Regions from separate parts of the Mus musculus genome. Here region 1 is linked to region 2. A link is a contact called in public ChIA-PET data. All regions are on one chromosome and are shown on one strand. The core of a region is the stretch at or near the end of the contact, and the rest is flanking DNA. Distances in the headings are between cores, read along the strand shown.

What was found. ChIA-PET counts read pairs in DNA pulled down with a chosen protein or histone mark.
Region 1: an RNA polymerase II ChIA-PET map of effector CD8 T cells shows a contact between it and region 2, with 46 read pairs. The contact joins the promoter of Mcur1 here to the enhancer-like site in region 2. A contact is called at or near these places in 3 of 39 promoter capture datasets (liver and macrophages), 1 of 15 datasets of contacts at CTCF or cohesin (large pre-B cells), 6 of 484 Hi-C or Micro-C datasets (CD4 T cells, CD8 T cells, bone marrow-derived macrophages and 3 more), 6 of 115 datasets of contacts at active chromatin or transcription factors (CD8 T cells, the HPC-7 cell line, bone marrow-derived macrophages and 3 more) and 3 of 9 other capture datasets (adipose tissue, liver and pancreatic islet).

Annotation. Positions count from the first base shown.
Region 1 is chr13:43,555,907-43,562,796 of GRCm38.p6, forward strand. It overlaps Mcur1 (mitochondrial calcium uniporter regulator 1), which reads right to left and starts at 4,285. Exons shown (of 9, transcript NM_001081059.3): 1 at 3,863-4,285. The coding sequence starts at 4,220.
Region 2 is chr13:43,451,690-43,458,903 of GRCm38.p6, forward strand. The region is part of intron 2 of Ranbp9 (RAN binding protein 9); the gene reads right to left. Among named protein-coding and RNA genes, the nearest start is that of Ranbp9, 26 kb to the right of the region's middle. Within about 2 kb of position 1,697, at least 56 of the 459 cell types and tissues checked have an H3K27ac peak or open chromatin away from gene starts, as enhancers often do. A contact at or near this core is called in CD8 T cells, the HPC-7 cell line, effector CD8 T cells and 2 more, where this site is marked.

The DNA.
Region 1 (6,890 bases), core at 3,035-5,534, 110 kb after region 2:
TGAAGGTATGTCTACCTAAGTGTTTTGTCTACTTAAAAAAAATATTTATAGCCAGGTGTGGTGGTATATACCTTTAATCCCAGCAGAAGGGAGGCCGAAGCAGCTGGATTTCTGTAAGTTCAAAGTCTGGTATACAAAAGAGAATTTTATGACAGCCAGAGCTACATAGAGACCCTGTCTCAAAAACAAACAAACAAACAAACAAACAAACAAACTCAGTTGTAAGCCACGCCATGTGGGTGTTAGGAACTAAACTCACATTCTGTAGAAGAGCAGCAAGTGTTTCCACTGCCCCCCATGTCAGAGTTTCTCTGTGTAACAGCCCTGGCTGTCCTGGAACTGGATTTGTAGACCAGGCTAGTCTCAAACTCACAGAGATCTGTCTGCCTTTACCTTTCTGGGATTAAAGGCACACACAACCAGGCCCACCATGCCCAGCTCCAGCCTCTCTTGAGCCAGCTTTTTCATTGATTTGAATTGGGCTTTGGTCTCTCTACTATGAAGAGTTTTTCCTCCCAGTCACACTGGCTGCTTTCCTTTTTACCCTCAGTTTAGCATTTTCAGAAGGCCCTCCACACAAGAAGCTAGGAATAATTTTACACTTTGTAACTAAACTGTAACAACACGTCGGACCTAGATTATGACCCTCTCCAGTAACCTGTTCATGGGTTTGAACTCACTTTACCCCGGGGCTTTTCCATGACCATGCACATCTAGTCCAGGACTAGAAGCCGCTCTGTAAGGTTACCGGAAGACTGTCTAGGGTGGGGGATGAGGCTTAGTCAATAGAGTGCTTGCCTAGTGCACACGAGCCCCTGGATCCGATGCTCAGCCCCATATAGAACCAAGGGTGGTGGTGCATATTTGAAATCCCAGCATAAAGGAAAAAGCAGGAAGTTCAGGAGTTGGAGGTCATCCCTGGCTACATTGGGAGTTTGAGGCCAGCCTGATCTATATCATGAAGAGTCCCCCACACCCATCCCCAAGGCCCATCTAACCGATTCAACAAGTGTTGCATAAATGAAAGCGCTCCTCAAGGGGCCCTCCTAGGTGGCCGCAATCATCTTAGCTCTCAGCTGGACGATCCCCCTGGCCAAGTGCTAGAAAACATGAGTCTAGGACTGTGGTTCGCGACCTTCGTAATGCTGTGACTCCTTCATACAGTTCCTCATGTTGTGGTGACCCCCTCACTATAAAGTGATTTCACTGCTACTTGATAACTGTAATTTTGCTACTGTTATGAATCATAATGTAAACAGCTGCTATGCAGGACATCTGATATGTGACCCCTGTCAATTGTCCACCAGAAGGGTTATGAGGTGGAGAAACGCCTACCGTGAATGGCAGGATCACTGCAGCCTGCATTTCCTTGTTTCTAATGAGACAGCAACTTCTGGGACTTATAACACTAACGTCATCCCCACTCTACTGTATCTACACAGCAGAACAAAAACAAGCTGTCATGGTTTGAATATGCTTGGTCCAGGGAGTGGCACTATTAGAAGGTGTGGGCCTGTTGGAGTGGGTGTGGACTTGTTGGAGTAGGTGTGTCACTGTGGGTATGGGCTTTAAGACCCTCATCCTAGCTGTCTGGAAGCAAGTCTTCTGCTAGCAGCCTTCAGATGAAGATGTAGAACTCTCAGCTCCTCCTGCACCATGTCTGCCTGGATGCTGCCACATTCCCACCTTGATGATACTGGACTGAACCTCTGAACCTGTAAGCCAGCCCTTATAAATGTTGCCCTTGTAAGAGTTGCCTTGCTCATGATGTCTGTTCACTAAGACTAAGACACAATCATAACAAGGGATGGAGAGAAGCCCCAGCAATTAACGGCACCGGCTGCTCTTTCGATTCCCAGCACCCACACGGTCATTCACACGTGTACATATGTACCGTATGCGTGCCTGCCTGTAGACACCCCAGATTAATGTCTGGCATCTTTCCCGATCAATCTGTACCATATTCACTCAGGTAACATCTCTCGATTGAACCCAGAGCTCGTGGATACTGCTAGAGATCACCCACAACTGTACCTTCTGAGTGCTGGGATGACAGTCAGGTCACTGCGAAGCCTAGTATTTATGTGGGCTCTGGGGACCTCAACTCTGGTCCTCCTGCTCTAGTATTTTATTTACTGAGTTGGGTCCCCGGACCCACACACCACCACTGCTAGCAGTGGTTGGCACGTTTACGGTTTTTTTCTTTTCCTTTTTCCAGAAACAACCAGAAATAGCAAGCTTATTTCAAGAAAGTTGGCTTCTAAAAAGTAAGGAAAAGGGCTGGCTACTTGCCAATGGGAGTTCAACCCGAGAGGAAAGGGAATGCCACCTTGCCCTGTCACATTGAGGACCCAGTAGTTCTGAATTCCCAGGAATCACAACAGGAAGACATTAACTTGAGGAGTGTTAGAATGTAAGGAGTAATTCTCCTTTTTGGAGACCTTCCTTCGCCATAGCCAAAGGGTATTAAAATCCATAATTGTAAAAGAAGTCCAAAGATACCCTTGAATAGGCTAGAAACCAACTGCAAAATTTCAAGGCACACCATCCTGAGGTAGATCTGTCCCACTGTGGACCTCAGGCACAAAGCCAAACTAACAACCCCGGGGCCAAGAATAAAGGAGCAAAGTGCTGATGGCTTTAAAAGGGGGCACGAAAGTTTCCTAGTGTTTCTGCTGTGTCCCTTAAGATGTACGGAGCCTAACACTAAAACGGCACGATCTTGCTAACACAACGAGAAAGAACCTCCTTCTTTGCTCCCAAACCATAAATTATGAGCAAACACATTGGCAGGCAACAACAGCTTGTGAAAACTACAGCAAGCAGGGGTGTGGTAGCCCAGTCTTTAGTCCCAGTACTTAGGTGGCACGAGGGATCTCTGTGAGTTCGAGGCCAGCTCGGGCTACACAGTTCTCACCTGGTCTCAAGGCAGAACCAATGAAAAGAGCACACAGGATGGCAAGTTATGGGAAAAAGAAACCAGACAGATCTCCAACTCCCAATCCTACAAAACTCGGGCATAAAGCTCACTGCTCATTTTCCTATCTGCATATAAAGCGTCCTTCATTTTTCAGAACTATTAGGAGTTTCTCCTCTAGCCATATGTATTCTTAAATTTTAGATGCAGGTAATTCTCATAGAAAAAAAAATACAGACAACCAAAGCATGGGTGCATATGGCCACTAATGGCCAGAAACAGGTTACTCAAGAAGTAATTAAGCCACGTTTGCTGATTGGCCTGTGCGATAAGATTTTATCTACTATTTACTGTGAGCACATTCCAGCTAGTTTACTTTCTTATGCAGTTCAGCGGTGTCCCTCGCCTCCTTCAATTACCCAAATGACACATCAAAGCTCTGGTCACTCAATTTAAACGCACAGAGTTCTTCAAGTCTAAACATAAAGCCTCTATTTTTCTTTATACTATCTGTCAAATTAGTACAGTAAAATTAGCATGGATAAGTGTGTGTAGTCATATAGAAAAACACCTGCTGCATATCTTGCTTGAAGTAAGCTCCGGAAAGAAAAGATTTTGTTGAACAAATTACCCGAAACAGCTAGTAAAGTGCCAGGCAGAGAATGGGCGACAGCGGGCCATGAATGAATCAATAGTTTGGAATCAAAACGAAATGTCATCTCTTCATTCAGGGATCTGCGCCCCTCGGTCCTGAATGCACCGGCTTCTAGCACTTTTTCCACTTTTCCCTGGCTCCAACAGGTGTGCAAGGGCAGCCCCGAGTACGCGTGTCATCCGGAGCCAGGACACCGGGGCTCTGGGCTGCGAACCCTCGCCCTGGCGGCGTGGCTACAGCCCGGTCACCTGTGTGACCCGCTGTCCCTCCCTCCCTCCGTCCTTTCTCACCTCTCCGGCTGCTCGCAAGCGCGGCCACACGCCGGGCGCCCAGCCGCAGACGGCCCAGCGCGTTCCTGCCGGCGCCGAGCGCGGCCGCGGGGAGAACGAGCCCCGGGCGCGAGCGCTCAGCCAGCGTCCTACGCGGGGCGGTGGCAGTGGCGGTGGCGGCCAGGCGCGGGGAGGGCACGAGCAGGAGGAACAACAGCGGAGACGCGCGGGCCGCCCGTCCGCGAGGCCTCAGCCAGCTTCGTCCACCGGGCAGCGTGGAGACGCCCGGGCGCGCCGGAACTCCGCAGCCGGAGGACGGGAGCCGCTGGCGACTCGGTGTGCGCCTCGGCCGCTCGGCCGCCACGGAGCCGCTGTCCATCCCCGAGCGGGTCACAGGCCCGAGCGCGCACGCAGGTCGCTCCCGCGCGGCCCCGACTCCGAGTCGCCTCGGGAGCGAGCGTGGGCCGCCGCGCAGACCTGCCCTTTCCGCCGTCGCCACGCCTCCTCCCCATCGCCGCGGGCCTCGTCCCCGCCCTCCCTGGCCTCGCCCCTAGTCTGGTCGCCCCAGCCAGGCTCCTCCAGGCTTGCCCTCTGCCGGGTCCGCCTTTACATCCCCACGCCCCTGTTCCCTGCCTGTGGCCTGCCCTAACCTCGTCTCCCAGACAGGAACTAGGGTGAGCCTTAGCCATTTTCCGCTGCAGAATCACGTTGCTCTTTCGGCTCCTACGATTTACAGTTTCATTTCGCAGTTGCCCTTAAGAATGTTAATGGCTCCTTTGCCCTTCGCAGACCTTTGAGAAGTTCTTGACCAAGCTCGACTGGCTTAGATTTTTATTAACTAGCCGGGATCTCAAGTTCCCTAGGGTTGTATTTTAGGGACTTATTTACCGGGCATAGGGAACTATGCTTTCAGAGTCCATACACTCACAGCTAAATTTCCAGTTTTGATTTTGCTTTTCGTTTTTGAGACAAAGTTTCACTATGTAGCCTCCACTGTCCTGGAACTCTCTATGTAGACCAAGCAGACCTTGCCCGCTGACTGACGCGATTAAAGGCATGGACCACCACTTGGGACTACAGTTTTTGTTTTGGGTTAGAGCACATTAAAAGGTCCTAGTGTGGAAACGTAAAACGTAGTAGGGATATGAATGTTAAACTAGACTATGGCATAATAAGATATTTGAGACAGGCAGTGTTTTAGTTCCGAACTTTTTGAAAGACTGCTGCACTTTGCAGTTACCGGTCCTTTGTGTTATTTTGAGAAAGTTTGTTGGATGGATGAATAACAAGTACAAGGGACTATGCTGGGACAGAGAGAGGGAGGGGAAGGAAGGGGAGGGGAGGGGAGGGGAGGGGAGGAGAGGGGAGGAGAAAGAGAGAGAGAGGGAGGAGGACAGAGGAGAAAATGAAAGGACAAGACTGCCCCTCAGTATGTTGGTGGAGAGAGTCGCCAGAAAAGGGAAAGCATAGCCAGAGGCAAGAGACATCTGGGAAAGTCCAGAGGGTTGAACATGACCTTGAGCCTGGTCACGTGGGAGAAGTAGGAGGAGAGAGAGGCGAGCCAGGAGTTTAAAGGGTAGAGAAAAGGGGTTAGGTCACTAAAATGGTTGGATTATATGAAGAAGGGCATCTAAGAGAAGGGCAGCCCAGTCCCTGGACTGGAGACGTTAGGGTAGAGGGCAGACTAGGGCAAGGATCGGGTTAAGTAGTAAGCACTGACAGATGCTAAGAGAACCAGGGGCCAGGCCCGCTTTGAGGTGTTAAACAAGCACCTTAGTTAGCCCTTTGTCCTGGGTTTAAGACCTAACAGTTGTGTTCCTGAAGTGACCAGTACTTAGCGTTCCTCCTCCTCCTCCTCCTCCTCCTCCTCCTCCTCCTCCTCCTCCTCTTTTTTTAGCTAAGGGCTAAAAAATGTAGACAAACTGATGTGGAAAGTGCTGGGACCCATAATAAAAGAGCAGAGCTCTGGGCAGAGGAGTGTGTAAACAGATGCGGAAGACAGGTGCAGGTGACTACAACATGCAAATAATTTAAAAATTAGGTACAAGTCCGACACTTAAAAGGTTAAAATATCAGTTTGTAAAGTGGCAGGTAACACAAAATATTCACCTACAGCCTTTCCTGTTGATGAATGTTGCTCAACACCCAGCTCGGAAAATGTAATCGAAGGAAATAATCCAGAAACACTAGAAACCTATTCGTTTAGACCATAAGGAGTTTTTATTTTTATAGGTCAAAAGTGTTGAACATTTGGTAATTTCCTATAGGTTGGTCTAATACATGCACAAAGGAAAGACTAGATGTGGTGGAGCAGTCCCAGCTTGCTGGAGTGGAGGCAGAAGGATCAGGAGTTCACGTGCATTCTTGACTGCATAGCAAGTTCAAGGCCAGTGTAGAATACAAAAGATAGAGTCTGTGTGTGTACTCCCGTGTGCATGTGTGCTGGAGTGTGTAAATTATGTGCCATTATTTGTGACTGGAAAAGTGAACAGATAAAATGCACCCTGTTAGAGGCATGGTCACAGGACAGTGGCATAAACATGAGTCTTTAAAGTTGACATATAATTTGCAAACATTAAAGCCCACACATTTTATATGCTTAATAATTGTAGGTAACAATAGCATATACCACCCAAAGAATGCTGGGCCATTTTCCTTTCTCTGGAATATTCCTTTGTGCTCCTTTTCAGTTTCCGAAATCACCAACCCAACAAGAGGTACCCGGCTTGGATTTCAATCCCACGGACTGGTTTCCTTTGGGTCTTGGACTTCATACAAGTGGAATCCTGCATAAAACCCTGACGAGGGTCTGATGCCTTCCGTGAAAGTCATCTCTGCTGCATCAAGGGCTATGTTCATTATTAAATACTACCTCACTGTAAGACTAACAGTGACCACGCAGTTATCCATTCTCCTAGTGGCCGACACGTGGTCTATTTCTACCCTGAGTAAATCACTGTGTGGACATATGTCTTAACCTGTCTTATGGAAAATATCTAAGACTCAAACTGCTAAACCACATGATGATTGTAATTGAAACTTGTAGATA
Region 2 (7,214 bases), core at 447-2,946:
GAAAATATCTAATAAAAAATGCCTTAAAATATTGATACCTTATAACTTTTAAAAAAACCAACAATTGTTATATATAAAATTACTGCTACAACAAGAATTGATTGAGATCCCAGGTGTACTGAAACTAAGCAACTTTAGAACAGTGAAGGAATACACTGGTTGTGTATCTCGGGTCACTTTTCACACAGTAATTAAGTGCCTTGTTAAAGAACTTATCTTTTCTCTTACATCTTCCCCTCTCTCTCCATGTGGTCATGGCTGGACCCACTTCTCTATTCTCTCCCTTTCTCTGCCTCTACTACTCTCTTAACTCCCCTCCCCATGCCCTAAATAAACTCTATTCTATACTAAAAAACAAAACAAAACAAAACAAAACAAAACAAAACAAACTCATCTGGTTCTCCAACAAAAATGCAGCTTCCACCCTCCTTAATGCTTTCAAAATGCAAGTAAGCAAAAGCGACCTAGAGATTCCCAACCGGATGTCAAACACCATCTGTCACAGAAATAGACAAGTTCACCTTAAAACTGATTTGGAAACACAAAAGGCCTCAGACAGCCAAAACAATCCTCAGAAAACAAAACAAAACAAAAAAAACAATGCTAGAAGTATCAATATCCCCGATTTCCTGTAGTTATACTACAGGTACTGTAACAGAAACAGTTTGGCACTAGCACAAAAGCAGCCAGGTAAATCAGTGCGATGTAAACCTATACAGCTATTGTCCTCTGACTTCTAACAGGATGCCAAAAGTTTCACTTTTTTAACTCCCAAAAATTTAAAGGAAAAAAAACCCAGCCTCTTCAACAAACAGAACCAGGAAAATTTAATGTCTACACAAAGAAAGATGAAACTATGTCTCCCCATGCACAAAATCAAGTCCAAATGGATCATGACCTTAGCTTAAGACGTGAGACTCTAGAACTGGCAGAGGCAAGGGCTGCTGGAACAGAACTCTACACACTCACTACTGTACAACGGTAAAACACTGTAGAATGAGAAGAAAATTTCATGGCAAAGGAACTCGTTAATCAAATGAAGGGAGAAGCTACAGAAGGAATGAAAATCTTTACTAGCTACAAACTAGCAGGACAGATAAATACCTGGAATACACACAGAACTTTTAAAAATTTAACAAAAACAAACAAGACAACTCAATCAAAGCATGGCTATAGAACTGATAAAATTCTTAAAAGAAGAAGAGCTCTAACCATCTGGGAAGCTCAACTACAATGAGGCTCGTCTCACCCCAGTCCAAATGGCTATTATCCAGAGAACAAATGCTAGCATGGCGACTGGGAAGGGAACACTTATTCACTACTGATGACAGTGTAAACTGGTGCAGTCACCATGGAATCACTGTGGAGCACACTCAGAAAAGCTAGAAGTACAACACAGCATAAGCCCAAAGGACGCCCAACACACCAGAGACTCCTGCACATCCATGCTTGCTGCTGTTCTGTTCACAATAGCCAGGAAACAGAATCAGCCTAAACGTCCCTCAAGAGAACAGATTTATGTAAATATATGGTAAAATACACAATAGAACTTAATGAAAACAAGAAAAATGGACGCATGTTGTCTTTCATATGCAGACTCTATCTTTTAATTTTTCTGTATGTGCATTTGTGTAGAAGCCAGGAAACCAGAAAGGGGCCCATGTGAGACATAAAAAGAAACTTCACAGGAGAGCAGGAAGGGTGGTAGAGCACAGAAGATACGAAAGTAAAAAGGAAACTCCCAGGAACGGGAGGCTGTGGGGGCTGGGGCAGGAAGCTGTAAAAAGGGGACATCAATCAAAAACCAAGTAGGTATGAATAATGGATAAGGAAACCTAATCTTTTGTGAGCTAATTAAATACAACTCTTTGAGTTTTGGTTTTGTGGAGTCTTTTGGTTTTATTTTGTTTTTGTTTTGTTTAACAGGATTTCACTATATAACCCTGGCTGGCCTAGGACTGGCTACATGGACCAGGATGGCCTTGAACTAAGTCACGAGGATCTGCCTGCCTCTGCCTTGCAAGTGCTGGGGTAAGTGTACACCACCTCATCTGGCCCTACATAGAAAAGCAGAGCTAGTGAGATGGCTCCGAGTAGGGGTTCTCGTTACATACATACATACATACATACATACATATAAATGTAATTTTTTAAAAGATAAAGATAGTTCATGGTGAAAAGGGCTCAATGATCAATTAAAAATGTAGACTGGCAAGATAGCTAAGTGGGTAAATCACCTGCTGAAACCCTGACCATCTACATTCAATCTCTAGGTCCCATGTGGTACTAGACTGAAGTCCCTCAAGTTCTCCTCTGGCCTCCATACACAGGATATGGCACAAATGCACACATGCACACTCTCACGCACACACAGACTAAATTGCAGAAATTCTATTATTTTGAAATTTTTCATATTTGATCATACACATTCCTGTCCCCCAACTCATCCCAGAACCTTCCCCGCACCCACCCAGACCATGGAGTTGTTTCTGTGTTGTGCATCTACTCCTGAGGACACAGCCTGCCTTGGAGTGCAACTTGACAGACTTAGTGTTCCCAGCAAGTATCAAGTGCACAGCTTCTCGGTCAGGAGTGGGGTGGTGTGTCCACATCTACCTCTCCATGTTAGAATCCTGTCTGGCACAAACCTCTGCAGGTCTTGGGCACACTGTCAGTCTCTGTGAGGTTGTATATGCAATAAAAATTCTTTTTCTTAACCCAGGCAAGGGAGTGCCCACAGCCCACAGCTTACAACTCACTCAGTCACAGTCTCCGGTGCTTACAGGTCTAGCCGTGGACAAAAGAAAAGAGTGCCCTGTCCAGGTTGTCTCAGGTGATGTGTTTGCCCAGTACACTTTGTATTTCTGTCTACTGCAGATGCAAAGTACACACACACACACACACACACACACACACACACACGAATCCTCTCAGGAAGCTTTGCTTCTCTCTTCAGTTGTCTTTCACTGTAATGTATAACCCTGGCATCTTAGCAAATCCACCACAACCCACACAGGCTGCTTTTTTTTTTTTTTTTTGGTTTTTCGAGTCAGGGTTTCTCTGTGTAGCCCTGGCTGTCCTCGAACTCGGAAATCTGCCTGCCTCTGAGAGTGCACCACCACGCCAGGCTCAGGCTGCTCTGGCTGGGTAAGAAAGGAGTAGATCTGTGAGATGATAGACTCAGCCAAACGAGAGATTTATACATTGTTATTTTCGTAAGGCTGCTCTTCTTTTTTTTTTTTTTTTAAAGATTTATTTATTTATTATATGTAAGTACACTGTGACACTCCAGAAGAGGGAGTCAGATCTCGTTACCGATGGTTGTGAGCCACCATTGTGGTTGCTGGGATTTGAACTCCAGACCTTTGGAAGAGCAGTCGGGTGCTCTTACCCACTGAGCCATCTCACCAGCCCCCAAGGCTGCTCTTCTTAAACCTTACGAAAAATAACAATGTATAAATCTCTCGTTTGGCTGAGTCTATCATCTCACAGATCTACTCCTTCTGTACCCAGCCAGAACTCAAACAATCCATTTGCACAGACCATCACCATTCATCTCCACTGAGACTGTCCTTCCGGTTTACCTTAATTTCGTTCTGTATAGAGACCCAATCCAGCCTTCTTATCAACCTAGTACACACAAGCACCGAGTATATGTAAACTGCTGACACAACAAATGAATGGCTTCATATTTACTTATTCTTTTGGAGGCAGGGCCTCACTCACTATGTAGTTCTGGCTGACCAGGAACTCACTATGGAGAGGAGCTCTAGCCTTGAACTCGATCCTTCAGCCTCCGACGATCTTCAAGGCAAAGGTTGTCACCACCACACACAGTCCAAGTTTATGAGCACCTTGCTGAGCACCAGACAGCCGTCACCAACAGAAGCAAACGTCCTGAGCTGCCATGAACCAGGTGCTCTACTGCATGCTTTAAATGCATTAGTTATGTTAGACCCATGAGGCCAGAAGTTCTGTTTCCTTTTCAGCACTCAGACTGAAACAGTTTACTGAAAAAGTACAAAATCCAGGGGGTGAAGAGATGGCTCAGTGGTTAAGAGCCCTAACTGCCCTTCCCAAAGTCCTGAAATCAGACCACATGATGGCTCACAACCATCTGTAATAGGATCTGATGCCCTTTTCTGGTGTGTCTGAAGACAACTATACCATTCTTATTAAATAAATAAATCATTTTTCAAAAGGGAACAAAATCACAGAATCAGTGAACAGCAGAGGCAAGACTTACCTGTTCACTATGCTTTTCAAGAAAAGCAATGCAGCTCGTAAACCAGGGGCTTACCTTAAAAATCGGCGCACACCTTTAATCCCAGCACTCGGGAGGCAGAGGCAGGTGGATTTCTGAGTTCGAGGCTAGCCTGGTCTACAGAGTGAGTTCCAGGACAGCCAGGGTTATACTGAGAAACCCTGTCTCAAAAAACCAACCCCACCTCAAAAAAAATTCACAACACAGCTAAAGAAGGATGTCCAGGCCACTTGTCAATCATGGGGTGTGAACATGGCTGAAAGACAGGGAAGCCAGAGCCTCATGTTGACCTGTTTCCTGTTCTGCAGTGTTAAATGTTACCAAGCTTGTCCTGATCACCACTGTCTTCCAACAGCTGGTCACCACCTCTGCATGTCAGTCTGTTCACATGTATTACTACTATTTTATACTTGATTACTTATTACAAGCCTATTTCTGCTCTGTCCTATAAATATCTAAACAGTAGGGACCCTATTTTCAGCATATCTACAGGCTTGTCTTCATCTTTATCAAGCCTTGTTAATTTTAACTCTTACTCCAGGTTTGTGGTGCATAACAGGTAATCAACCCGTGAACCCTCTTCTTTGCTTTTAGTCTCCACCACAACCACTCCTAGGCCACACTCTCTAGGTACCTTGGTCAATGCCATTACCATGGTACTCTTTCCCACTCTCCAACTGGCTATGCTGCATATGGATATCCATTCTCTCACTTTCCTATTAAGAGTAACAAAGGCTTGCTATTACCTACAGAGTTTAGAATTGCTATGAAGGCTCCCTCATACCTAAGTCCATTCTTACTTCTGTCAGGTTCCATTACAATCCCCTAAAGTCTCAGTAACACTGAGCTATCATAATGCCCCTGCCAAAGACCAAACAAATTCATACTCTTCCTAAACTACCTTAGCCATTTACCACCTTCAGTGGTATTTTCCTCCAACTGTCTCTCAACTTCTTACTAATCTTAAAGGACTAGCACATACTATTTCCTTGATGTGTGTGTTTTCTTGAGTCAGAACTACCCCTCGGTTCCCCCATATATGATCTCAATCTTCATTCAAAACACTTAATCCAGAGGTTTTTGCATAATGACTGCTCTCTACCCTACCCCACTGTACTTTTTAAATATTAACCTGGATGTGTTTCCTGAATTTCTACTGCATTCAGAAAGCTGACGAGGAAGTGTAAGTAAGACAACCACGAAAAAGTATTGCTGCTCAGGCTATGAATGTAAGCCTGCAATGTATCACAAACACAGTAAGCTGATAGCATGCTGCTTACCTACATGCCCTTCTCTCTGCTCACACCTTCCTCTGTGAGCACAACCGACTGAAACTAGGAGGAAGAAACCCTTCAAACTTTGTTTCTGAAATCAGTGTCTATGTATACATATGCATGTGGGTTTGTGCACTTGAATCAGTGCCTGAGAAGGCCAGAAGAGGGTGCAGAAACCCATGGAACTGGAGTTACAAGGCCTTCCTGAGCTGCTGTCATGGGTGCTGGGACTGAAGTGGGGACCTCTACAAGGGCAGTAACTTAACTGCCTTAACTTAATCTTCATAGCTCCAGCCCCAGACCACCACAACCACTACCACCACTTCTTTCTCTTCCTCTTCTTTCCTTCCTCCTCCTCCTCTTTCTCCTCCTCTTCCTTCTTCTCCTATTTAATTTTATCAAAGCTAGACAGGAACCTTTCTTTTCTACTCTTCATAAAAAATAGTCTTTAAAGCCAGGTAGTGGCACACCTTTAGTCCCAGTGCTCAGTGCAGAAGCAGACAGATGTCTGTGAGTCTGAGGCTAGCCTGGTCTACAGAGTGAGTTCCAGGACAGCCCAAGGGTTGATAGAGAAACCTTGTCTTGAAAAACAAAACATAAAAAACAAAAACAAAAAGCCTTAAGTCCATAATAAGCTCAAAAGGAACACTTTGAGGGTATAACAGGCAGAAAAATTGAGGAATAGAACAAAGACTAAAAGATTTGCCAATTCTTCTAGAATCACTGTCAAATAGTGGTATCAATATTTTGTTCGAAGAGTTAAAAATATCATATGAATGAGTTATAACAAAAAATTTTCAAATGTTATTCTCTCTCACACTTTGAGTTAACAGTTTCTCTACTGCCTCTGTGTCTATCAGTATGCATAATTTAAAACTTGACTGAAATTCCTGAGCTGAAATTACATTCATAAAATAAAATTATTTTTAGAAACTTCTCACCAATCATAAAAACATAAAGTAAGGATAAACCCTTAATGTCTCCTAAACAATGGCCATGTACATAACACAATATTAGCCTTTTTTAATGAAATGTGTTCAAATTCTATTTTTAAATTTAAAAATTGACAGGTTACCGATCAGATAAATTGTCCTTATAAATTATGTTTATTTTTATGAATAAAAATTTAAATAAAAAACTAAATCAGATAATTACATATATTCTTTCATGCAATAAAACAAATTTCCTTTAAGCCTTATTTTCTAGGCAGGAAAAAAAAAGCCCATCATATCCAAGTCCTCACTTTCCTCAGCAGGCCAGGGACAATGAGAGGGCAGAATCCGAGCAGTGCCCTCACACACACCACACTCCACCAGATCCTCTATTCTTTGTCATCTGTCCAAAGAGGAAACAACACTAAACTTGTCCTTTCATTAGAAAACTTGTCAATGACAGTTTTCCTAGAAAACTGAGACCCTGGATTCAAATTTTACCTGTTCTGTTCTTAAATAAACACAGCTCAAAGAAAAGTCTACTTAAAGTAACATAAACAGATGAACATAAATCTCTTCAAGGAAATTGCAGAGTGGCGAGTGAACTAGTCTATTCACCGGGGTGCTGCAGCAGGATTGCTTCTCAAATGCATTGTTAGGCTGAAGATGCTACAGTTAAGAGGTACCTCTTATGTGCCATTTTAGAAATGGCAGAACTAGAGACAGAAAACCATTCATTTCTTC